3 separate regions of the Sus scrofa genome follow, and regions 1 and 2 are each linked to region 3. Evidence: chromatin contacts called from public HiChIP or PLAC-seq data. All regions are on one chromosome and are shown on one strand. The core of a region is the stretch at or near the end of the contact, and the rest is flanking DNA. Distances in the headings are between cores, read along the strand shown. Region 1 has its middle 34 kb from the start of SMAD7. Region 2 overlaps CTIF (CBP80/20-dependent translation initiation factor). Region 3 overlaps DYM (dymeclin).

Region 1 (2,708 bases), core at 127-2,626, 330 kb after region 3:
CACCCTTTAACACACACATACTCACGCAGACACGCAGACACACAATACATACATATATAGACCCACACATACACACGCATAACACACATGCAGACACACAATACACACATACACCCCATAACATACACACGCACACACATATACAGACACACACACACGATACATAAACATGCATGCATATAACACAAAGCGGTCATACACATACACACATATACAGAATACATACATAACACACACACAACAAACATACATGTATGCACATAACACACATGCAAACACACACACATAACACACACATATACACCCATAACATACACATGCAGACACAACATGCACACATATAACACACATGCACAACACATATGCATATACACATATAACACAAAGCAGGCACACACCTATACATACTTAAACAGAATACATACATAACACATACACACATAACACACGTGTGCACACACACACACATCCCCTCTGTCCCGGGCAGGCAGAGTGACTTGCAGTTCTTTAAACATACTTTGTTTACGTGCCTCTGAGCAAGTACTATCCAGTCCCTTCTTCATTTGGGTTGTCCCACCCTTCAGGATGCAGCTCAGACCACACTTCCTCCAGGAAGCCTCCTTCTTACAAATTTCTGCTCTAAAGAGACATCAGTGGTGTAAGAGCCTCTCTCCCCCACTGAACAGTAAGCTTTTGGCACTCTGGGGTCTCAGCTGGGACCTCTCTGAGGATCCACTGCCCTAACAATTTCTGGCACAAGGCTTGTCCCCGTGAGGGAGGGAGAGCCAGAACTGTGGGCTTAGTTTGGGATGGAAATAATGATACTAATAGCCAGACTGATTGTGTTGTGACTATGTGGTAAGCAGAGTTCCAAGCATTTTACATTGGGATTATCTGCTATAATCCTTATAACCATCCTATAAGCAGATACCGGTCTCATGAGCCCCATTCTACAGATGAATAAACTGAGGTTAAGGAGTGGCCCAAGGTCCCCTGGCTGGTAAGTGGTAGCATCGGATTTCATCACCTCTGTACTATCTCATCTCTACGGGCAGGCCTGGGTCAAGGGTGACGGAGTTGGACATACGTTTTCCCTAAAACAAGTTCTGGTCTGAAAAGATCAAGCCGATCTGATTGCCAATGGAAACACCACCCGACGTTTGTACAGATTTGTGTGTACCACGCTGGATTTTCCTGGTGTGTGCGCCCTCGGCCTGCACTGTGGCACCAGGCAGGCAGGCTTGGCCGGTCCCGGAAGAGCAGACCCTCTCCAGGTGACTGATCTGCCCAGGACACCCACGTACAGCCTGAGGGGGCAGAGGATGGAACTGCACCCAAGCCCACAGCAAACAGAATTCCTGACAATTAGGCCCCCACGCTCAGCCTCCAGAGGAGCTTCCAGCCGTCTGCGTGTAGTCACTGCAGCTATGCTGGAGGCACAGCCCTAGACGGTGACCCAACGCGTGCCGGGCTGGTGGGTGGGGGTCTGACTCAGGGGATGTGACTCAGGGTCCTGTGTTTTGGAGTCAGAGAGACCGAGGTTTGAGTGCTCGCTTGGGTAAGTCACTTAAGCTCTCTGAACCTCAATTTCTGAAACATAAAGTGGGCCTTATGCCTGCATGGTGGGGCCAGGAGGGGGATTGGGGGGAATGCACTGAAGAGCTAGCTGTGGGCTCATTAGGCTGAACCAGGAGGGACTCCTCATATCTGACTGTTCGTTGTTGTTTCGTTTTTCCTTTTTCTTTTTACGGCCCCACCTGCAGCATATGGAGGTTCCCAGGCTAGGGGTCAAATTGGAGTTGCAGCTGCTGGCCTATACCACAGCCACAGCAATGCCAGATCTGAGCCGCATCTGCAACCTGCACCGCAGCTTGTGGCAACACAGGAGGCCAGGGATAAAACCTGCATCCTCATGGATACTAGTTGGGTTCTTAACTTGCTGAGCCACAACGGGAAGTCCTATCTGTTTTGACCTACAAAAAACTCCATGGCACTTAATCTACTAGCTGTTCAATTCAAGGCAGTGGCGTAGAGGGGTCCCCAACCCTCTTTTTCACCTGGAGCCATAGGCAGGGGCTGTGCAGCAAGGGGGCTGAGAGAAGACAATCGACTAAGCCAATTAGCAGTATGTGTGTGTGTGGGGGGTCAATATTGGGGTGCTTCCTTGCTGCTCAGAGTGTCAACAAACTGCCCAGGCCAGGCCAGGCCAGGCCAGAGCGAGAAGTGAAGGCTGGTGGGAGCCAGGGCAGGTGGTCTGGGGTGGCCCAACCCCGGGAGGGGAAGGAGGTGGCGTGGGCCCGGGTGGTGCCCATGAGCAGAGCTACCTGCATAGTCCCAGGTTTTCCTGGTGCTGGAGCCACAGGCCCGAGTTGCCAGCTCAGGAGTTTTCCCCAACCAGAAGTGCCCCTCGCCTTCTGAAAGAAATGATTTTCTAAAAATGGAGTCCTGCCTGTCCCCCAGCTGCAATTAATCTAGCAAACACAAAGTGGCTGCTGGAGGAAGCCCTGGGTGAGTTTGCACCAGTGGAAGCACTTTGATTAATTCAGGAACAGTTCACTGACTGGAGGGTAGGGGGTGGGTGAGGGCATGTAGCCTGGGTGCCAGGCTGGGCTCGCTGTGGGGCCTATTTGGTGCCCAGTGGAGCCCCAGAGACTAGGGAGCTGGAAGCCTCTTTCTAGGGAGCCTGTACCATGAGACGTCCTCAAGAT
Region 2 (3,026 bases), core at 31-2,530, 440 kb after region 3:
ATCAGTTCTGTAGAATTGGGATTCCTCCCTGCCTGGCTGCAGTCCTGCTCAGAGAGTGGCCATGGGCTTGGAGGCAGGTATCCATCAGGGGCTGGCCCCAGCCCAGGCAGGTTTCATCCATCACACCAAGCTCTCTTTAGCGAGTGAGGTGGGCATTCTCACCATGGCCTCAGCTCAAGGAGCAAGCCAGCTGCCAAATAAAGGAGGCGATGAGTCTGAGTGGGGCCAGGGACCCTGTGACTATCAGGCCAATCTGTGAAAAATCAGTGTCCTCATCTGTAAAGTAGAAAGAGACTCTCTGACCTGCACAGGGTCGATGAGGTGATGGTGTGATGAAATGTGAAAACCCCTGGGAAAAACTGAGAGCCCCCAAAATAGAAAAGAGCCGCTATGCCCCATAGCCCTGCAATTTGAGAAACAAGGCACATGGTGGACCGGTGTCTTGTCCATGATTTTCTGTGGGAGAGAAGTGGGAGCTGAGGCCCAGCTTATCCAGCTTGCTGGAGATTCCTGGAGTCTGCTCTCAGAGTTTCTTGCCTGGACCAGGTTTTACCAGGAGGGTCAGGTCACCTCCTTCAGGCAGAAACGATGTTCAGGATCCCAACTGTTTGGTGCCAGGCCCACAGGCCATGCTCTGGAAGCAATTGGAAACTGAAGACTTGTGAAATCCTACTTTCAATGAGCAGCCACATTACTTCTGAAACTGTCTGGAAGGCTAGCGATAAAAATAGCTGATTACACAGGCGTTATTCAACTATTTATAGAATTTGAGAAAACCCCTTGAAGTGCTCACGAAAAGATTTGGCCTATAATGGGGATTCCAGAATGACTCAGCCTAAAGCCCAAATCCACCCGCAACTTTGAACTTTGACACAGCTGAAGTTTTCAAAAGTCACATTAACATTTACAGAGCAGTATCCCTCAGGGAAGCAGTAATGGGGGCACACACAGCTTTTATCAAGCTGTCTCCCAAAATGTTTGTGGGAAGACAAGTTAAGCAACAGTGGGAAGTGGGGCACTCGGAAAGAAGGACTCGAGGTCCAGTGGGCTCGGGAAGGTCAAAATTTGCAGCTGTGCAATGGGGATCCTGGCTCCTGCTCTGCCTTTGGAAACCACGGGGCTATGGATGTGGAAGCAATTGTCATGCCTGTTATTTTCAGCAAAGATGCAGAAGGAAGCTGTTCGCACCAGGCTCCATCTAAACGAGCCTGGCTATTGCAACATGCCATTCCCTTTGGTTCTACCCATCTGGACTTGATGTCGGCTCTGAGCCCAGCGCTGCAGGGGTGGGGGTGGCCCTAAAGGAAGCGCTCAGGCCCTCTCAGTGAGCCGTGAGCTCCAGGCCACAGACCAGATGGGCCCCCGTGTTGTTCCAAGGAGCCTCGGGCCAACCGTGGTGGGGGGGGGGCGATGATGGGCAGGAGGGTAGGCAGACTCCAAGCCCCTCTGCTGGATCTGTTTTACATGGTGGAGGAGGTGCCTGAAGTCGAGTTTGGAAAAAATAACTGCTGCTAAAAATGTTTGAAAACCACTGGTGTATCAAGAGTCCGCACAATGGGCTCGAAGGCCAGACAGGCCTGGATGATTGGACTCCCACCCAGCCCTGGGACCTGGGCAAGCCCCAAGACCTCCCAGAGTCTCCCATTCCCCATGTGGGCAAGGATAACAGGGCTAGACATAACAAGGATGGAAAGTGACTGGCTGAGGAGAAGCTCCTTCTCGCTTCCTTGGCCTTCCCCACTTGGGGCCCAAGGACCTCCATGGCAGGTGTGACCTGTCTGCCTTTTCACCCCTTGGCCACCTTGTAAAGGGAAGTTTCTTAGGGAAAAGGTGGATGCTAAGATGGGAGGCGCATCCTGCCCTTATTTGGGTTTCCATGTATATTAAGATGGATGGAAGAAAGGAAAGATTCTTTATCCACAGGGGATCCAACATGACCCAAGAGAGAAGAGAGAACCTGGAGATCAGAAAGGGGTGGGTTATCCTTACTAAGAAATGATCTAGTGGGAAGACCAGAAGACCTGCTGTTTGGGGGCTATGTGACTTTGGGAAAGTCATTCACCTCCTTTGGCCTCAGTTTGGTATCCCACAAAATGAAGCGGAGTATACTTGTCCCATCAGGCCCATGCATAGTGGTGAAGACAATAAGGCGATGGCTAGAAAATCACATGGTGTGACATAGAGCACAGACTTGTGGTTGCCAAGGGAGATGGGGGAGAGAGGGGGAGGGGCTGGGAGCTTGGTATTAGTAGATGCAAACTATTGCACTTAGAATGGATAAGCAATGAGGTCCTACTGCACAGCACAGGGAACCTTATCCAATCTCTTGGGATAGAACACGAGGGAAGATACTATAGGAAAGGGAATCTATCTATCTGTCTGAGTGGGTCACTTTTTTGTACAGCAGAACTTGACACGACATTGTAAATCAACTATAATTTTTAAGAATCATTAAAAAATTAAAATGAAATCAGCTGGCGAGCTGAGCATGGTTTACAATACAGTATGGCGGGTCTTGATGAATGGAGACCATCCCTTGCTCATTAGCCCCTTAAAGTTCAGCTCGATCTTGACCTGGCACAATGTAAATGGCTCAACAGACTCTTCCTGAACTGATTCTTGTGATCAAAGGCTGCCGACTGGCACCGGTCACTTTCCCTGCCTGTGGTCTTGCTGACCAGGCACCTCCTGTTGAGCAAGATACTGGGTGGTGGAGGAGAAGCCATCTGCTAGAGCAGACTTGCCTAATCTCGGCACTCTGGAGATTTGGGGCCAAATTATTTGGGCGGGGGTCGGGGGGGCACTATCCTGTGCATGGTAGGTCCCTATCCACTCAATGCCAGTCAGAGCCCCCACCACCCTCACCCCTAGTTGTAGAAGCCAAAAATATCTCCAGGCATTTCCGAATGTCTGCCAAGGGCAAAATCACCCCCAGCTGACGGCCACTGCCTGGAGCGAGACTGTGCACACTCCCGCCCCCACCAGGGCATCTTCTTAGGACCCAGCAAGATGATGTGGAAGTTCTC
Region 3 (2,700 bases), core at 63-2,562:
TTAATTTCCTTGTATGTTACATACCAAGTAGAGATGAGTCACAGAGCTGTTTATTCAGATGCTAGGTAAATAAGTTAAATAGCTTCTATCATGATATAGATCATTCTTGTACCCTGTTTTTTCCCCTCTGTGAATTGTCGTAAAAACAAAGCACTTTGGAATGTCTGTCTTTCCATAGTAAGCTTTTTTTTTAAACCCCTTTTTTGATCTTTTTCATCCCATCTTTGCCATTTCCTATATCCAACAGTTATAACTTCTGTTAAAAAGGATATGAAGCCTTTCATAGGCATCTAGTTCTAGAATTAGGTAGGTTGTTGCTAATTTTGATCCAAAATAACATAAAGTCTTTCATAGAATGAACAAACTTTCATAGAATGAACAAAGTGATAGCTAGTAAGGTCTTCAGAACTATTTCAGGATGGCCAGCTCTGAGCTTAATCATGTCATCCCAGTTCTTTATTCCATAGAAAGAAAATAAAAAGTTTTTGTTCATTTAGGGAGGGTGATTAATACAATTAAATCTTTTGCACTTGTACAAAGTGGACAAATCATGGGATTCTTTTAAAACTAAAAAAAAATTTAGCAGTTAAGTCCTTATTATGTAAGTTCCTGTTGCCAGTGATTTATAGACCTTTGCTCTCTCCTAAGGAAGGAAGTAATTTTATGTTTATGGTTATGACTCTGAATCCCAGCCCAGCCTACAGTGGGATTGTCAGTGTAGTATAAATGCACCCAAACTCTCATAAACAGAATAACCTGTGGATCATTGAATATGGAACATTAATTTTTGTCAGTCTTCCTCCAGTGAATCAGTAAATACTGTGCTTGCCTAATGACAGTCATTGTGCTGGGTGCTAGGGAAACAGATATAAACATTCAGGATCTGCCCTCAGAAAGGTTGTGGTTGAGAGGGAAGATAGATGCGAAGACAGTTAATAACACGTTTTAAGTTGTATATTGTCAGTAAGCACAAGTCAAATGGGAACCTAGAATGGAAAGCACCAAAGTGAGCCTGAAGCAGTCAGGGAGAGCCTTACAGGAGAGTCATGCTTACAGAATGGAGGAAGAGGAGTTTGCCAAAAGTTCAGGAAGATGCAATGAGCATCTTCAGGTAGTTGGCAACAGGTGCAAGGACCCAGAGGCAAGGAACACATGGCCATCTTTTCCACCAGAAGGAGGTGTGCTGGTGTGTCTGTCAGTTACTGTGGCAGTAAGGCTGATACTTTTGTGAGGCTGATGAGAGCGTTGAGCGGGTGAAACCAAGATTACACTTTTCATCTCCACCCACCTACGCCAGTGAGCTTCTTCCGTTTTGCGATGACCACATTCCTTGACAGACAGCACCCATCGTCCTGGCCCGCCAGCTCACAGATGTGGGTTTAGTGGGTGTCACCACGCCCACTAAAGTGGGTGAAAGGATGAGGGAGTGCGGCTCTTTTCAGGGTATATCCATGACCACACTGAAAAATGACTCCAAGACAGTCTCCGAAAGAGTTTTTAGCCATGAAGACTTGTTCTTATTTTTAATGCCCTTAATAGATTTTCAACTCTTACAATCATATAGCATTTTATCTTGCGTGTATTTTTCCATCTCTGCTGTAGAAAGGTGCGACATAAATATTTAATCAGTCTCAACAGAAATTGGCTTTTTTTCACGGCTTCAGATTGTCTAATTTCACTGATCTAATACTTGTGGCACGTATGTTGAGAATTAAGTCTGAGAACTCACATTTTTTCAGAATTTTACAGTAGCTATAAATCTTTGTGCCTTTTTTGTTGAGTTTGTAAAATATAATGATCTTAGAAGTGAGCAAGCTTTTTGATGGTCATAAGATGTACTGAATATGTTATTTTGTACCTATTTCATTGTGAACCCAGTCTATCCATTACATCCTTAGTGTTTGTACCCCAGATTACTTAGTGTAGACTGATGTGTGTGCACTGAAGGACAGTTTTGAATCTAGTATATAGTCATTATTAATGTCCCCTGAAGACTAGATTTTTAGAAATAAGTCTCTTAATTTCAGAAGATGATGTATAAAGATAAGTTTAAAGACTCTCAGGCTGAGCTCTCTTTGATAGCTATTTCTATAATGATCATGTGCTTTGGGTCTTTTTTCCTTCAATCAACTCCACCTCCACTGGAACCAATTTGGCATCTGTGGGTGTCATCATTTTAATGTATGCTCTGTCAATCTACCACTCCACTTGACACAAGGAGGAAGGTAATGACATATAGAAATGTTTCTTTGAGAATATAAATTGTAAACAAATCCAATCAAGCAATTGTTTTCAAGTAAGTTTTCTTTTCTTATGAAATTTCCGTCAGCATTCCCTTCCTCTGAACTCTTAAGTTCCTGGAAAGAAAGTGTTAGAGAGGAGCTTGAAATGAATGTCTGTATTTGTGGTTTTTTAGACCTTGTTATTAGACCACAAGTAGGGCAGACAGCAACATGCTATTAACACGTTGAAATACAACTTCAAGCCATATAGCATAACTGTGCGTTGCTGGGAACCAAGCCGGCTCTACATTCCTGCATGGCCATGTTGGGCATTTTAGAGCAAATGTCTGCAGTGGAGAACCATGATGACGTTTTTTAAAAAATAGTTGCCTTGTCCAAAGTCAGAAGGCTTTTTAAATACATATGCCACGTAAAAAGGAATGGCTCTAATAAATTGATTTGTTTGTCCATACCTGTA

What was found. HiChIP or PLAC-seq counts read pairs in DNA pulled down with a chosen protein or histone mark.
Region 1: a contact with region 3 is called in an H3K27ac HiChIP or PLAC-seq map of alveolar macrophages. The contact joins two enhancer-like sites. A contact is called at or near these places in 1 of 47 Hi-C or Micro-C datasets (embryonic fibroblasts) and 1 of 2 datasets of contacts at active chromatin or transcription factors (alveolar macrophages).
Region 2: a contact with region 3 is called in an H3K27ac HiChIP or PLAC-seq map of alveolar macrophages. The contact joins two enhancer-like sites. A contact is called at or near these places in 1 of 47 Hi-C or Micro-C datasets (embryonic fibroblasts) and 1 of 2 datasets of contacts at active chromatin or transcription factors (alveolar macrophages).

The regions. Positions count from the first base shown.
Region 1 is chr1:98,507,104-98,509,811 of Sscrofa11.1, reverse strand. No RefSeq gene overlaps it. Among named protein-coding and RNA genes, the nearest start is that of SMAD7, 34 kb to the left of the region's middle. Within about 2 kb of position 1,376, at least 10 of the 83 cell types and tissues checked have an H3K27ac peak or open chromatin away from gene starts, as enhancers often do. A contact at or near this core is called in alveolar macrophages, where this site is marked.
Region 2 is chr1:98,394,340-98,397,365 of Sscrofa11.1, reverse strand. The region is part of intron 9 of CTIF (CBP80/20-dependent translation initiation factor); the gene reads right to left. Among named protein-coding and RNA genes, the nearest start is that of SMAD7, 150 kb to the left of the region's middle. Within about 2 kb of position 1,280, at least 9 of the 83 cell types and tissues checked have an H3K27ac peak or open chromatin away from gene starts, as enhancers often do. A contact at or near this core is called in alveolar macrophages, where this site is marked.
Region 3 is chr1:98,832,518-98,835,217 of Sscrofa11.1, reverse strand. The region is part of intron 13 of DYM (dymeclin); the gene reads left to right. Among named protein-coding and RNA genes, the nearest start is that of DYM, 190 kb to the left of the region's middle. Within about 2 kb of position 1,312, at least 6 of the 83 cell types and tissues checked have an H3K27ac peak or open chromatin away from gene starts, as enhancers often do. A contact at or near this core is called in alveolar macrophages, where this site is marked.